2 separate regions of the Zea mays genome follow, and region 2 is linked to region 1. A link is a contact called in public Hi-C data. All regions are on one chromosome and are shown on one strand. The core of a region is the stretch at or near the end of the contact, and the rest is flanking DNA. Distances in the headings are between cores, read along the strand shown.

The links. Hi-C and Micro-C count contacts between places; a contact is called where the count stands out from the background.
Region 2: a contact with region 1 is called in a Hi-C map of tassel, with 2.1 times the contacts expected there. The contact joins the promoter of LOC109940195 here to the promoter of LOC100193496 in region 1. A contact is called at or near these places in 3 of 25 Hi-C or Micro-C datasets (endosperm, leaf and tassel).

Annotation. Positions count from the first base shown.
Region 1 is chr6:122,142,426-122,148,981 of Zm-B73-REFERENCE-NAM-5.0, forward strand. LOC100193496 (FIP1) reads left to right here and starts at 2,652. Exons shown (of 4, transcript NM_001138610.1): 1 at 2,652-3,050; 2 at 3,162-3,263; 3 at 4,389-4,660; 4 at 5,271-5,826. The coding sequence starts at 2,762. The coding sequence ends at 5,459.
Region 2 is chr6:122,389,056-122,395,611 of Zm-B73-REFERENCE-NAM-5.0, forward strand. It overlaps LOC109940195 (LMBR1 domain-containing protein 2 homolog), which reads right to left and starts at 3,873. Exons shown (of 14, transcript XM_020539451.3): 1 at 3,563-3,873; 2 at 2,752-2,834; 3 at 2,021-2,179; 4 at 1,528-1,741; 5 at 1,362-1,448; 6 at 1,134-1,273. The coding sequence starts at 3,730. LOC118472240 (a long non-coding RNA gene) reads left to right here. Exons shown (of 3, transcript XR_004850282.1): 3 at 2,684-2,786.

The sequences.
Region 1 (6,556 bases), core at 1,402-3,901:
CGTTTGCATATGTAACCATATATGTATCAAAACTTTTCAACAAATTCAAGCGCGGTGAAAGTGATGAAATATGTACCTTCTTGTCATTATTCCAGGACTCTCTAGCATTAGTTGTTATCTTGTAGTTTCCGGTCTCTCCGGTGTAGCTTCTGGTCTCTCCAGCGTAGTCTATTTAGGAAACCATTTTTGGTACTATTTTTTCTTGGCTTTCTTGGCCTGTAATGTAAATGAACACAAGAAAGCAACATAATGAGAATAAAACAAACGTTTCAAATTACAATGAAATATGTAACCCAGATATTACATTTTCTTAGTTCCATTGAGTGTGCATTTGTAACTAGTTTTTCGATGTCCTAACTCTCCACAATTGGGACACCACTTTGCCTCTAAACATTTTTTAGTCTTCTCGTTCTCATTTTCAGCAATCTTTTTACTACGTTTAGACCATCCGCTTCCACCTTAGAGGCAACTTTTGATCCTATTTCTCTGTTGCCTTCCAACTCCCCTTTTACTAAGTGGTGCACCAACCTAAAATGGCAACTCCATCTTCGACCACTTTTCTTTGCTTGGGAGTTGTTCTATCTCTCTAGCATATGCCTTTCTTAAACTTGTCCACACAGTAGTAATCATGAATAAAGTCCTCTATCCTCACGTTTCTAACTTGTTGGGCTGTTATCAATGACAAAGCATGTTGACAAGGCTTGCCAGTGTGTTGCCACTAACAACAAGAGCACTCATGCAAATATGCTTTAACCACAAACCTCTGGTTGTAATTGTCCCACACCTCAGCAGCATAGTTATCACCTTTGATAACAGTTAAGTGTCCTAGACATCTAGTTCTAGCATTCAAAATTTGTAGGACTACTGGTAGTATCCTTCCATACAATCTTTCTCCATTTTTTCTCCTCTTGTAAGAGAGAATCATTATCATCTCTCTTATCTTGTTCGCCAACTCGCAAACAGGCAAATCCTTTATATCTTTGATCCAATTGTTAAAATTTCAGCCACATTGCTTGTTACATAATCACACTTGATGTCAGGATCAAAGTTAGATATCTGCCACTTCAGCTTGTGATGTGTTTCCAACCAGCTCTTAACACTAGAGAATGCTGCATAAACTTCAGTCATGTGGCTCTCATAAACATCTCTGTCATATGCCCTAGCTGCCGGCCACATGTGTCCACCACTTTCACCCAAAAATCTCTTAACAAAATTTTGCATCAAATGTCGAAAGCATTCTCTTCGGTCGGCTTCTAGAAACACATCTCGCACTGCATTTAGCAATCCTTTGTAAGCATGTGAACAAATAGAAAGTTTAGGAAGATCTCCTACAACCTTATGTAGCTGACTCATCCACCATTTCCAATTGTCTTTTGTTTCTGAGTCCATAAATCCATATGCAACTGGGTACATCCAATTGTGACCATCAACACCAGTTGCAGCAGCTAAATGACCATTCCACCTGCCATTTAGTGTAGTTGCATCAACACCAAGCCATGGTCTACAACCTCTCCAAAAACCTTCAGTGCAAGGACCAAGCGCACAAAAACGGTGGAAATAATCCTTGCCCTTAACCACCTTGCATTCAATTTCAATAACACTATCTAGTATTCTCTTCATGACCTCTGCCCTCTATTTTTACAACAGTTGAAAACTCTCTTCCCATGAACCATGTAGTTCATCCAATGCCTTCTCCTTTCCTTTCTAGACCGTGTCATAGCCAATCGTGCACTTGTGTTCATCTTGCAACCTAATCTGGATACCCAACTCAAATTCTTTGTTTATAGCATATTGTCTAACAGTCAATCTAAAATCCTTCATATTAGGATATCTGGTGTCTATATCCTGTTGAGCACCAAAATGAGGGGCCGGACGGTCCGCACTGGTGGTGCGGACGATCCGCGCGCGCGTAGAGTTAATTAGAGTTCCGAGTTTCTTGGTACAGTTGTTAGCTAAATTCGCGGGATTAGCTTGGGAGATTAGTTTGTAACGGGTCCAACCCCCCTCCTCTATACGACCGATTAATCATAAACAATCGACCTACAATCAATACAATTCGTATTTTATCTTGTACATTTAGGAGTAGTTCTAGTTTAGTCTTTTAATCCCCCAAATTCTCCGCTTCTCTTCAGCTCTACGTCGATTAGAGGTGTCTAGGTCGGCCTGCCGAACCTAGACAACACCTAGGATCTCTCCTCCCCGACAGGGTCTCTCCCGGGAGCGAGATCCAGGCGTCGCCAGCGAACCTCGCCGCCCCTGCGCACGCGCGGACCGTCCGGCCTATAGGCACGGGCCGTCCGGCTCATCAGGCATGGAACCCGAGCCCCGTGCCAGGTCGCGGACCGTCCAGTCCCTGGCCGCGGAACGTCCGTGCCTGTGCAGAGAGTACCGTCGTCGATTCTCATCGCAGTGATTGATGTTCGGATCGACACCAACAATATGTTAAATAAATAAGAAAACTTAGATTACATAAAATTAATAGCCCATACTTTTATTCCTCTAAAATCTAGAGGACGGCCCAAAGGAGGCCAAACCCCGCCCGCTTCGAGAACCGGATTGCAGTTGCCCGTTGTAATAGAAGCGCCACGTGCGAGCTGCGACTTTGCTTCAACACGGAACTGAAACGGGTTGACCCACATCACAATTCACAACACCAGTTGCCAACCCCACGCACGCTCTGCGACGCGCGAGTTCCCCTTCCCCACTCCCAGCTTCCGTTTCCTCGGACCCCACCACCGCGCCCCCATTCCTCAGAGCTCAGATGCAGCCGCAGCCCGCCGAGATGGACCCCGCCGTCGACGCCTCCGCCTCCACCGCGCAGGCCGACTCCAACGTCAGCGCCGCCGTCCCCGCACCCGATCCCTCCCCGCCCCTGCCGGCGCCGGAGGCTGAGACGGTCGATCCGCCGCCCCCGCCGCCCGCACCAGCGCCCAAGACGGTCACCTGGAGCGAGAAGCTCACGTCCGAGTCGCCGACGCACGTGCACGCCGCCGCTGCGGCGGAGTCCAGCCAGTACGTGTCCCGCGGGCCCGCGTCCTCCTCGTCTAAAGGTAAAACCCCCGCTAGTTCGACGCGTCGGACCTAGCTTTGCGCTGTATTTCTCTTTTATCTAGAGGATTTTTTTTTGTTTCTGATTTCACTATGCCCTGGCCCATTGTCAGGCGCCGTGGAGGCGATGAGGGAGACGCTGTCGAGGTGGGGGAAGTCGTGGGGGGAGACCACCAAGATGGTCGAGAGCCTCAGCCGCGACACGTGGCAACACTGTGAGATCTCAGCACCCCTGCTAAGTGATAACGTTCTATTTTCCTTCGAAAGGTCCATTGTGTTGGTTTCTTCGCATGATTCATTCCTTGAGGTGCACGGATTGGTAGGATGCACTAGCTTTCTAACTATCGAAGGAAAGAATCTCCATATATGAAGTTGCAAATGTAAAGTAATGAAAGCTGTGGTAGACTCCTTTTGAGAATTATGTTGGGGGTTGTGGAGCCGGGGAAGCAGAATATTTGAACCTTTGGCCCAAGAAAAGAAGCGTACAGTAACATTTTGGTGTGGCTTTCCATATGCTTTTGCCTTGCTGGCTAAGTATCTTCATAAGTTTACTTGTGTTTAAAAAGAACTCTTTAAACTCTGTTACCCAAAAGTTCGCAGTTTTAATGATGATCTTGTTGATCTTTCTTAGACATTCGGTCGTAGGATGTTATGTGGCCTGTAGTGTGCTGAATCATTTGTGGGGAGAGATGAACATGCTTGTCTTCGAACTTAACTGGATGGTGTCTCTATTGACTGAATGATTACAAGTGCATATGCAAACTTGTCTTTGTTTGCACTTTGACCAAATCCCTTGCAGGGAAAAAAGCAAACATTGGACAGATCTTACAACAGTAAGATTTTCCATTACCTTTTAGTTATCAGTTGATTGGGGCTTGTGGCTAAATACCTATATAGAACTTGTGATGGCCAAGTTTCTTGCAGTCGACGGTTAGAAAGTTGAATTGTGGTAGTCGTTGGAACTCTCATCCAACCCAAGTTCAAAGCACGACACCTCTTAAGATGAAGCCAGGGTGGAGTCCCCTGCATTGTGAAAACTGACACCTCTTCAATGGGACTTTCAAGATCAAACTTCAAATCACTGAAAACTGACTATAGTTGTAGATCATGGGCGAAGGTCCTCAGTGGTGTGTGTAGGTACCGTAATCGTCCATCTTATTTACTTGAAATCATTAAAACTTTCAATATGGAGTGAGACATTTGGCTGATAATTATACCCAACCCGCAAGATCCTGTATCAACCTTCAAATTCAATTAAAGACGTGGGAAATAAACTTAATATCGTACGTCTATTAACATGGTTTCCCTTTTGCCTGACAATATGCCATTCTTCTTAACAGTCAAGACTGGACCTAGTTTTACTGAAGCTGCTATGGGACGCCTAGCACAAGGGACTAAAGTTTTAGCAGAAGGGGGCTATGAAAAAATATTTAAGCAGACCTTCGAAGTTCTTCCAGATGAGCAGCTGAAAATATGCTTTGCGTGCTATCTCTCAACATCGGCGGGTCCTGTCATGGGAGTCTTGTATATTTCTACAGCAAAGATTGCTTTCTGCAGTGACAATCCTCTGTCATACAAAGCTGGAAATAAAACTGAATGGAGTTACTACAAGGCAAGGGTTACTCCCTTCTTAGCATCTAGTTATCGCTATTGAAACCGATCTTCCTTTTGTATCATATCATTGACTGGTTTGGTTTCTATAAATCATTATTGTTAGTTTCCTGTAGATTTATAAATTTGACTTACTACGTGAGAATAGGTAAACTTATGTTTTTAGTGCTCGCTGGTAAAAATGGTATTGGATTTGAGGATGAGAACAGTGACACTCTTCAGTTCCATTCTATTCTGAAGATATATACATATATTAAATTATAAACAATAAAGGACACAATTGCAGTCTGGTTAGTTTGTGAGCCTTACGCACTTATGATAAAATTTAGTTTTGAATCATAAAAGAGGTGCACTGTTAACTGCAAGTTGATGCTATGCTCTCTATTGAGGACATGGTCTAACTCTAACAATGGTGCTTTCTGTGTCTCTGGATTGAATGCTGAAGCACTGATTGTCACTTAAGAAAAATGCATGTGAATTTGTCATACCTAACTTGGATCTTTTGTCCCAGTTGTTGCTTGATCCATTTTGATGTTCAAATATCAGCAGGACTTCAATTAAAAAGATGAACTGTGTTAATTAAGAATGTTCTCTTCACTTTTCATAAATAGGTGGTCATTCCTCTTCACCAGCTAAGAGCAGCTAATCCTTCAGTAAGCAAATTAAGTCCCGCGGAGAAGTACATTCAGGTCGTATCCATTGAAGGCCACGAGTTCTGGTTCATGGGTTTTCTAATGTACGACAAGGCTGCAACCAGTCTTCAAGAAGCCTTGGCTAGCGCACGTGAGTTGCAACCGTGAAGACACCGGGGTAAATGGTGTTTCTTCCGGTTACATCAGTTTCCACATCTTGAGTTCAGGCTGGGTCGCAAGGATTCCTTAGCTTCTGAGTGTCTCCTGTTTCAGATCCTTTTAGCTGAAGCCTTTGACACGGTACACTCACTAGCTTGCATACGCGTCAGAAATGTCTGTTGTTCCTGTCAATGTTGTAATCATGAGATGTATGTGGAGAAAGAATGCATGTCAAACATTTAAATGTGGCAGAACTAATGTGGGAACTTGATTATCAAGGGCCTAGAAAAGTTAGGGGGACCAGAAGGTCGAGGAGAAACAAGCGGTTGGTGATGCGTTATATTTTTGTCGATTGACAAAGGGAGCCAGGATTTTTAAATGTTTCTCTGCATTCACACCATTATATTTATATGGGAGCTTTGGTGGCGATGAGGCGTAAGCCGCTTGTAGCCATGACTGGTTGCCGTGTACTAACCTTAGAGCATCTCTAAGAGACTAGCTAAATGGCTTAGCAAGTCAAATTTTAGCTATTTAACAACAAAATAACTCTCCAACAGACTAGCTATTTGACTCGCCAAGCTATCCGACTCTCCAAATTGGCTCCCTTACTAGCCAAATTTGGCTAGCCACCTGACTAGTCAAACTAGATAGATAATCTGTTAGAACGAAGATGCTACATATAGAGTATAATCTTTATGAAAAGGTAAATAGAGAGTTAAATAGAGAGTCAAAAATGAAGATTCTTTTGGAGATGCTCTTACCCATCCAATCTTCTTTCTTTATCTCCTATCCAAAATTTATTCTGTGAATGATGCAGTTATAATGTAAAGCAGTGCATGATCGGCTAGAAACAGCCTAAGCTTAGGATTTTAGGATGATAAGTGGATCTAGAAATGAAAATGGATGGGAAAATCTCTATCTCGTTTCGGTTTTCTTATTTTAACACCGAAAACGGACCCAAGTTCGAAATAGTTAGGAACGAAACAAGATAAACCAGAGTACGAAAACGAAACCAAGTTCGAAATAGTTAGGAACGAAACGAGATAAACCGAAGTACGAAAATGAACGAAAATAGAAACATTAAATGGAAACTCATAATTTAATAC
Region 2 (6,556 bases), core at 2,623-5,122, 250 kb after region 1:
GTCGCCGGAGTAGAGTAGATCGGCGGTTGCAGCACATATGACGGGACTTGCGACGGTGATCGGGGCCACTGCATTAAGTGCAGCGGTACGCCAGGCGCAGCCCCGGTCATGGAGGATGCGGCAGCGGCGGATGTTGGGAGAGATGCGGTGGGCGGCGGCGCAGATGGGCTGGGCGGCAGTGGCATGGTGGTGGAGGCAGGCAGCGGTGGGTTCTGGGTGCCGGTGATGTAGGTATGGATGGAGGAGATGTTCCCCTGCATCGCGATCATGTTTCCCTGCATGACAGCCATGTTCCGTGAAATTTCCCGGACTACTTCAGCGAGGGAATCTAGGGTCAGGGGAACAGATGAGGTGCCTGGCGGCACATAACCGGTGGACGGCACCGTGGACGGCACCGCGGCTAATGGCAGCGACGCCGACGCCTGAGAAAGCGACGGCGCTGATGGCGAGGAGGGCAGCGGCGCGGACGGATCGCTGGACATATCCGATACCAGATTGATAGGAATACGATCCCTACCACGGATTGGCCTTAGGTTGTATGAGTGTGAGGGGACTGGGCGAGGGAGGAAACGCCCACGGCTGTGTTTGGGCGCCGTGGATGCTGGGCGCAGGGAAAGAGGGAGATGGGCTGCTGAACGGAAGAGCGCACTGATGAACAGTAGCGCGGTGAACAGTAGCGCGGTGAACAGTGCGCGCGATGAACAGTGGCGGCTAGGGTTTCTCCCAGCTCCCAGAGGGAAGCTGGAAACTATAATTGTTTCTGCTTAATTCCATATAGGGTGGTGCTTACAATTATTTATACTCCCTTCTAGTACTTATCTAATGAGATCAAATCCCTCTTTTCTCTCTAACAAATCTTATCCCTTAATCTTCTAATCCTTATCCAACTAATCTGCATGTGTAGATCCTTATCCAACTAATTTGCATGTCTATCCGTTGCATCTGCTGTTATCCGGCGCCTGTAGTGGCGGCCGGTCATAACAAATACATTAGTCAACAGTATAATGTTTCCTGATTCAGGGTTAAATTAGATAGTATTGATAATTCAGGGAGGTAAATATGTAACTTACTCTAACTAAAAATGCATGGTATAAATAAAGGCTACTAACATGTAATATCATAGTGTATCATACCTTTTACGTCTATAATACTCTTCGTGAGCTTTTCTAAGTTGACGTCGGAGTGTAGCCATTGTTTTATTATCACTATCATAGTCCATATCGTGTTCCCCTAATTTCCCACCAGAAGGCTTGAATAATGGATCATCTTGCAGCTGAGGGGGAAAATATGTGAAGTAATGAATTATTAAGACTGATATCGATTTCTTAATGAAACTTGATGTGGCACCTGAGAATCCATACCATTTGAGTCAGCGTATTATTGATCATATCCATGCAAGGTCTTAATGGGTCACGCTTGGACATTTGATTCGAGGTGGCTTGGACAACCTTAGATTAGAAAGGAACAATCATTCAGAGAAATTCAGTGGTCATGATATGATTGTTTCGAATCTAGAAAAGTACATACAAATATTGCATTGCAATATTCTTGGTGAGCATGATCAAGCTTTGTAGCCATCTTCGAAACTCTGTGAGACAAAAATTGTAGGCGATGAGTCCAATCAGCACTTCGCCATACATTCCTTGGAATTTCGCTCAATCCAAACCCAAGCAGAAAGGCACCTGTCACTAAGCCAAAGGTATTTGAGCATGCCATGGAAAAGCCCAAGATACCACGGACCCTGCCAACAGTAGCATTATGTAAAGTTAAGACAGTGAAGCAATAATTCAAACAAACCCCTCCCTAAAAATGGTTTCTAAAATGGACTCGACACAATCAAGAAAATATTGTCAAGAAATATTCAAGGAAGTGAATGAATTTTTATAAAATTAAAATTACCATGTTAAGGAAAAAGTTAACTTAAGTGCATTCTAAACATATCAATTACTTGTGCCCAAGTTGCATAAACATATTAGATCAATCAAGAATTATACAAGATCACTAGACAATCGAAGCATACCAATCATGGCGCATTATTATAATTAGAATGATTCCAAAAAGGCCGATAGCTCCAACAGTTGCATAATAGGTCATGTTCTTGTGAATGCTAGTTTTCAGTCTTTCTCTGAACGTGAATTCTCCAGAATCTTCATACCCCTGAAGAGTGGGAACTATAGACCTGTTCAGATAGATAGATTGATAGAATTTTCAAATGACAGTACTGCAAAAATGCACATGTTAATAAACGACCTAATAACTGTGAACCTAGAGAACTGAAAAAAAGTAAGCAATTCATAAGAAGAAAGCAACTAGGAAGGCCAGTAAGAACTGCTCTTATGTCAGTGAGAGCTCATCATAAATATGGTATCCTGATAATGAAAACAGCAATGCCGATCTGGATGTCAGGATTTGATCATATTGTTCATAGATAGTACTACTTGTAGAATGCAGGACAAGCGACCATCTCAAAGGATCCAATTTATCTAGTTGAGAGAAAAAAATATTCAGTAGACGTTGACCAATTTTTTCTCAAGAAAAGAACGCTGACCAACTGGTCAGTTAAAAGTTCAATGCTTATGCAGAAGTTTCACACTGCATTAACATTATGCAAAGGACATGTCATGTTTTGAGCTCATTATTAGAAACACAGAGAACATCACTAATGCCGTTCGAAATCTTGCAGCGCTGCAAATCTGCAACCAGAAGGACGATTAACAGAACACGAGCCTTTGTGGTCGGTCACTGGCATACCATGCTAGGATAAACGTGCTCCAATACGACCAGCTCCAAAAGAACCCGACGTCACTCTTCTGATTGCCGTTGCCAGAAATTGCCTGCGAGTCAGAAAAATGGCATAACGGGTCAGGCCAACGGAATGAAAGCAGACTACGCCGCAGACCCAGCGCACATCGCGCTCATAGCGTAACAAGTAACAACACCTTGATCTTGATGGTCTTTTCATCTGCAATTATTATTATTATATTACTAAAGACCATTTCCAAACAGCGACGATAAAAAACCTACTTGCTTTATCGATGTTGATGGTGTGCTTAAATTTCAACAACAAACTCCGTTGACGAGTCATAGAACCAGCCCAATGCCAATTTGACGATTTCAGATCGCCATCTAACCCCAATCACTTTCTTGATTGTGACAGTTTCCACGAATTCCTACCTTCAGTACCTTGGCATCGAGACTATTACCTACCAGACTACTGGGTACGCTATCGAACCACCATTATTCATAAGTTAATCCAGTTTAAATCATTTCTTAGTAAACTAGCAACAGGTTCAGAAATGGATATGGTTCATCCAAACTCCGATTCTGACGCTACATTACCAGTGTCCTAACCAAAACGGCTCCCATCTCCCGCAGTCGCACGACCGCGCAACGCAACCAGCACAGTTTACTGGTAACCCGGCTGTACGCGCAAATGATCTCTGTTAATTAGTGAATAGTGATAGCGCGCGCACTAAGCGGAGCGGCGGAGAGGTCGCGGCGACGCACAGGCACAGCATTAGCACACTCTGCACTCTAGCAGCACGGCGGGAGGGAGGCGCACCGTCCAGATGTCAGTAGGGACGAGGACAACGAAGGAGAGGGAGGAGAGCCATGCGTAGCCGACGACGGCGAGGACGTGGGCCGGCACGGCGGGGCCCGCGAAGTAGCGCAGCGTCGCCGCCACCATCCCCACCGTCAGCGGCAGCGATATCATGTAGAACACCCACATCTCTCCGCCGCTTCGGGCTTCCGCGCCCGCGGAATCGTGAAGAGAAGAGAATGGGGGAATGGACTGGACAGAAGAGGGGGGATGAATTGGTTCCGCGGGGAAGGAGGCGGGGGCTTTAAAATGTTTGGCGTTTTTGTGTGAGGAGGACTGAGGTGTGGTGTCGTGGTGGGTGGGTGGCGAAGCTGCTGGGGCCGGGACCGGGCGGGACCGGACCGGTTCAGCTGCTCACGTGTCATGGAGGTGGAGCCCGGTGATTCGAGCTCTCGTCTCTTTCTTGTCGGCTTCGCCTTTCACGTAAGCGCTGCATGGAGTTGGAGTTGGGACGACCAGGACCGCGTCCGACTCCGAGCTCCAGACCTGATCGCCGCCGCCACCGATGATCGGATGATGCCACATCGGCGCGTAAGTGAATGTGAATGCATGGGGGTCCGGATCCAATCATGCTTCGTAAAATAACCATGTCTTTTTTAGATTCTAATTCATCGTAAATCAAAACATATATTAAAGAAAAATAGAGTGAATAATACTGCATATCTATGGGTTTTTTGAGTTCTTTTTTATAATTTCTGATAGTTTAATTATATACGGCGTGACTATACTATACGGAAAACTTGATTGTATAGTAGCTTTATCTATTTTTATGACTTCTTATAGAGACCATGACAGTGATGATAGCGTAAAAGTTTCGGCGCAGAACTAAGGACTGTGTCAAAAGGACAAAGAAACGCATGCACCTTACATATACCCGTAAACGCGCATGTACACACGAGCTACTTGGTCGCACCCAATAATTTAACAAGCAGATTCATGCATGCTTCAGAAATGTTGTCGACCGGAAGGGGACGTCGACCACTTCGTTCGGTCAACTGTTTTTGCTAATAGCGGTCATTATAAAAAAATCCTTTATCTCAGTAGCTACAACCTGCAACCGCCCTTTCCAAAAAAAAATATGTACTATATATCTGCAACTGCAATGTTGCATGTTGCTAGCTTGTGCTCATGGTCATGAAGCAAGTTCTGCGAGTACAACTGTACAAGCAGCTTGGCAAATGGAGACCGTCCACCGCCCGTCCGGCCCACCAGGCAAAATCAGTAGTATCTTGCTTCAAACCAGGTCTCTGAATATTAAAAGAGGCCGAGGCCCATCAGAACTCAAACAGAAAAGCAAGCAGGAGACAGAGTCTCACCAAGTCTATACGACTATACTCCTTGTATAACCCACCAGCTTTAACTTTATAATAAAACCCATCCTGTCAAATCACTCCTACACCCATAACATTTCCTAAATCCATCAAACAACACTCTCAAATTCTTATAAAATCCATATGACCAAATCACTCCTACATCCATAACCCTCTCTAAATCCATCGAGCGATACTCTCAAGACCAACGGTTCAGATCGTTAGATAATCTTCCTCTCTCTTACTTACTCAAATCCAATAGCCAATGTTATTTAGACCATCATTTCACCCTCACCAGTCACACAAATAGTAACACCATGTCTCCCCATCACTTGTGCCGCCGTGGTCACCGGCTCCTTCGCGTTGTCGTCGTCGACCCCTCCCCTCACCTTTCCCCTTGAACCGTAGAGTTACCACGAATAATAGGCTACTGGTACCCGTAGTGGCACACCTCAGCCTCCACTGGTCACTGATGGTTCTGTTACAACTCCCATCAACCAGACTCACTTTGTAGCGTTCAATCTTGTCGATGACGATATATGGTTCGTGAATTCATACCCGCGAGACAAAACTCAATCCATATATATATATACCCATATACGCTTGTGGGTATGGATCTGTACTCATACTCGTACCTATCGGGTATCCGCTACCAAGGAATACTCCTTACTCGCCCGCTCACTACAATTTTAGCATTGAGCACCAAACAACAATTTTATCATAATTCAAAATTTTATTCAAGTGACATCAAACAACAATTTCATCATCAAACAACATGCCGTGGATGAAAATTGTTAAATGGAAATTCAGGATTGTGTATTGAAATTGGATGACCCACATGTCAGGTACCCATCGGGTAATGGGTATGGATACTAGATATCCACACCCGCGAAAAAATTACCCGCATATACCTTATTATATTCATACACATACCCGCGGATATAAAATTTCACCATACCCTTATCCAATGATAAGTACATATAGTTATTTACCCATACTCGTATCCATTGCCATCCCTAACAACGCACAATCCACTGTTACATTGTTTTAGTACCTTGGAGGTGTTTGGTTCTCTTAGACTACCTCTAACGGGTAGTGTAAAATAGGGGACATGAAACTATAGATAACATTGTTTGACACTGTTTGCAGAGTGAAGTTTAAAATAGGGGATGAGAAGGGAGATCTGCTAGGGATAGCCTTAACTAAAGTTTAGTTTCAAATCAGATGTTTGAATGTCAATTATGAGTATTAAATAAAGAAAGATCACCAATTAAGATCCTCAACATAATTTTCGGTAAGCCTCACAAGTATGCCACATCAAAATGGCCTATTTTTACGTATTAGCTCCTTCTACATTATACTGTTTTAAATTTTAGAGGAACTCGAGAGCAATAGACGGGCTTAAGGTTGTCTCCAACAATAGACCGTATAGCCTCCTGTACGCTAAATGTAGAGATCAAAGTGTCTGCCAGCAATGAACTGTAAAGGGTTCGCTAAAATAGCGAACGATGCTCACACACGTTATTATTGGCAATTCATTGTGCGTCTGCTATCCCACCTTTTCGTGTGAAAGCGATCTATAGTAGTGGAAGACGTGCTTCGTGGATTCGCGTCACGTCAGCGGTGCCAGCGGGTCAAGCTCAGA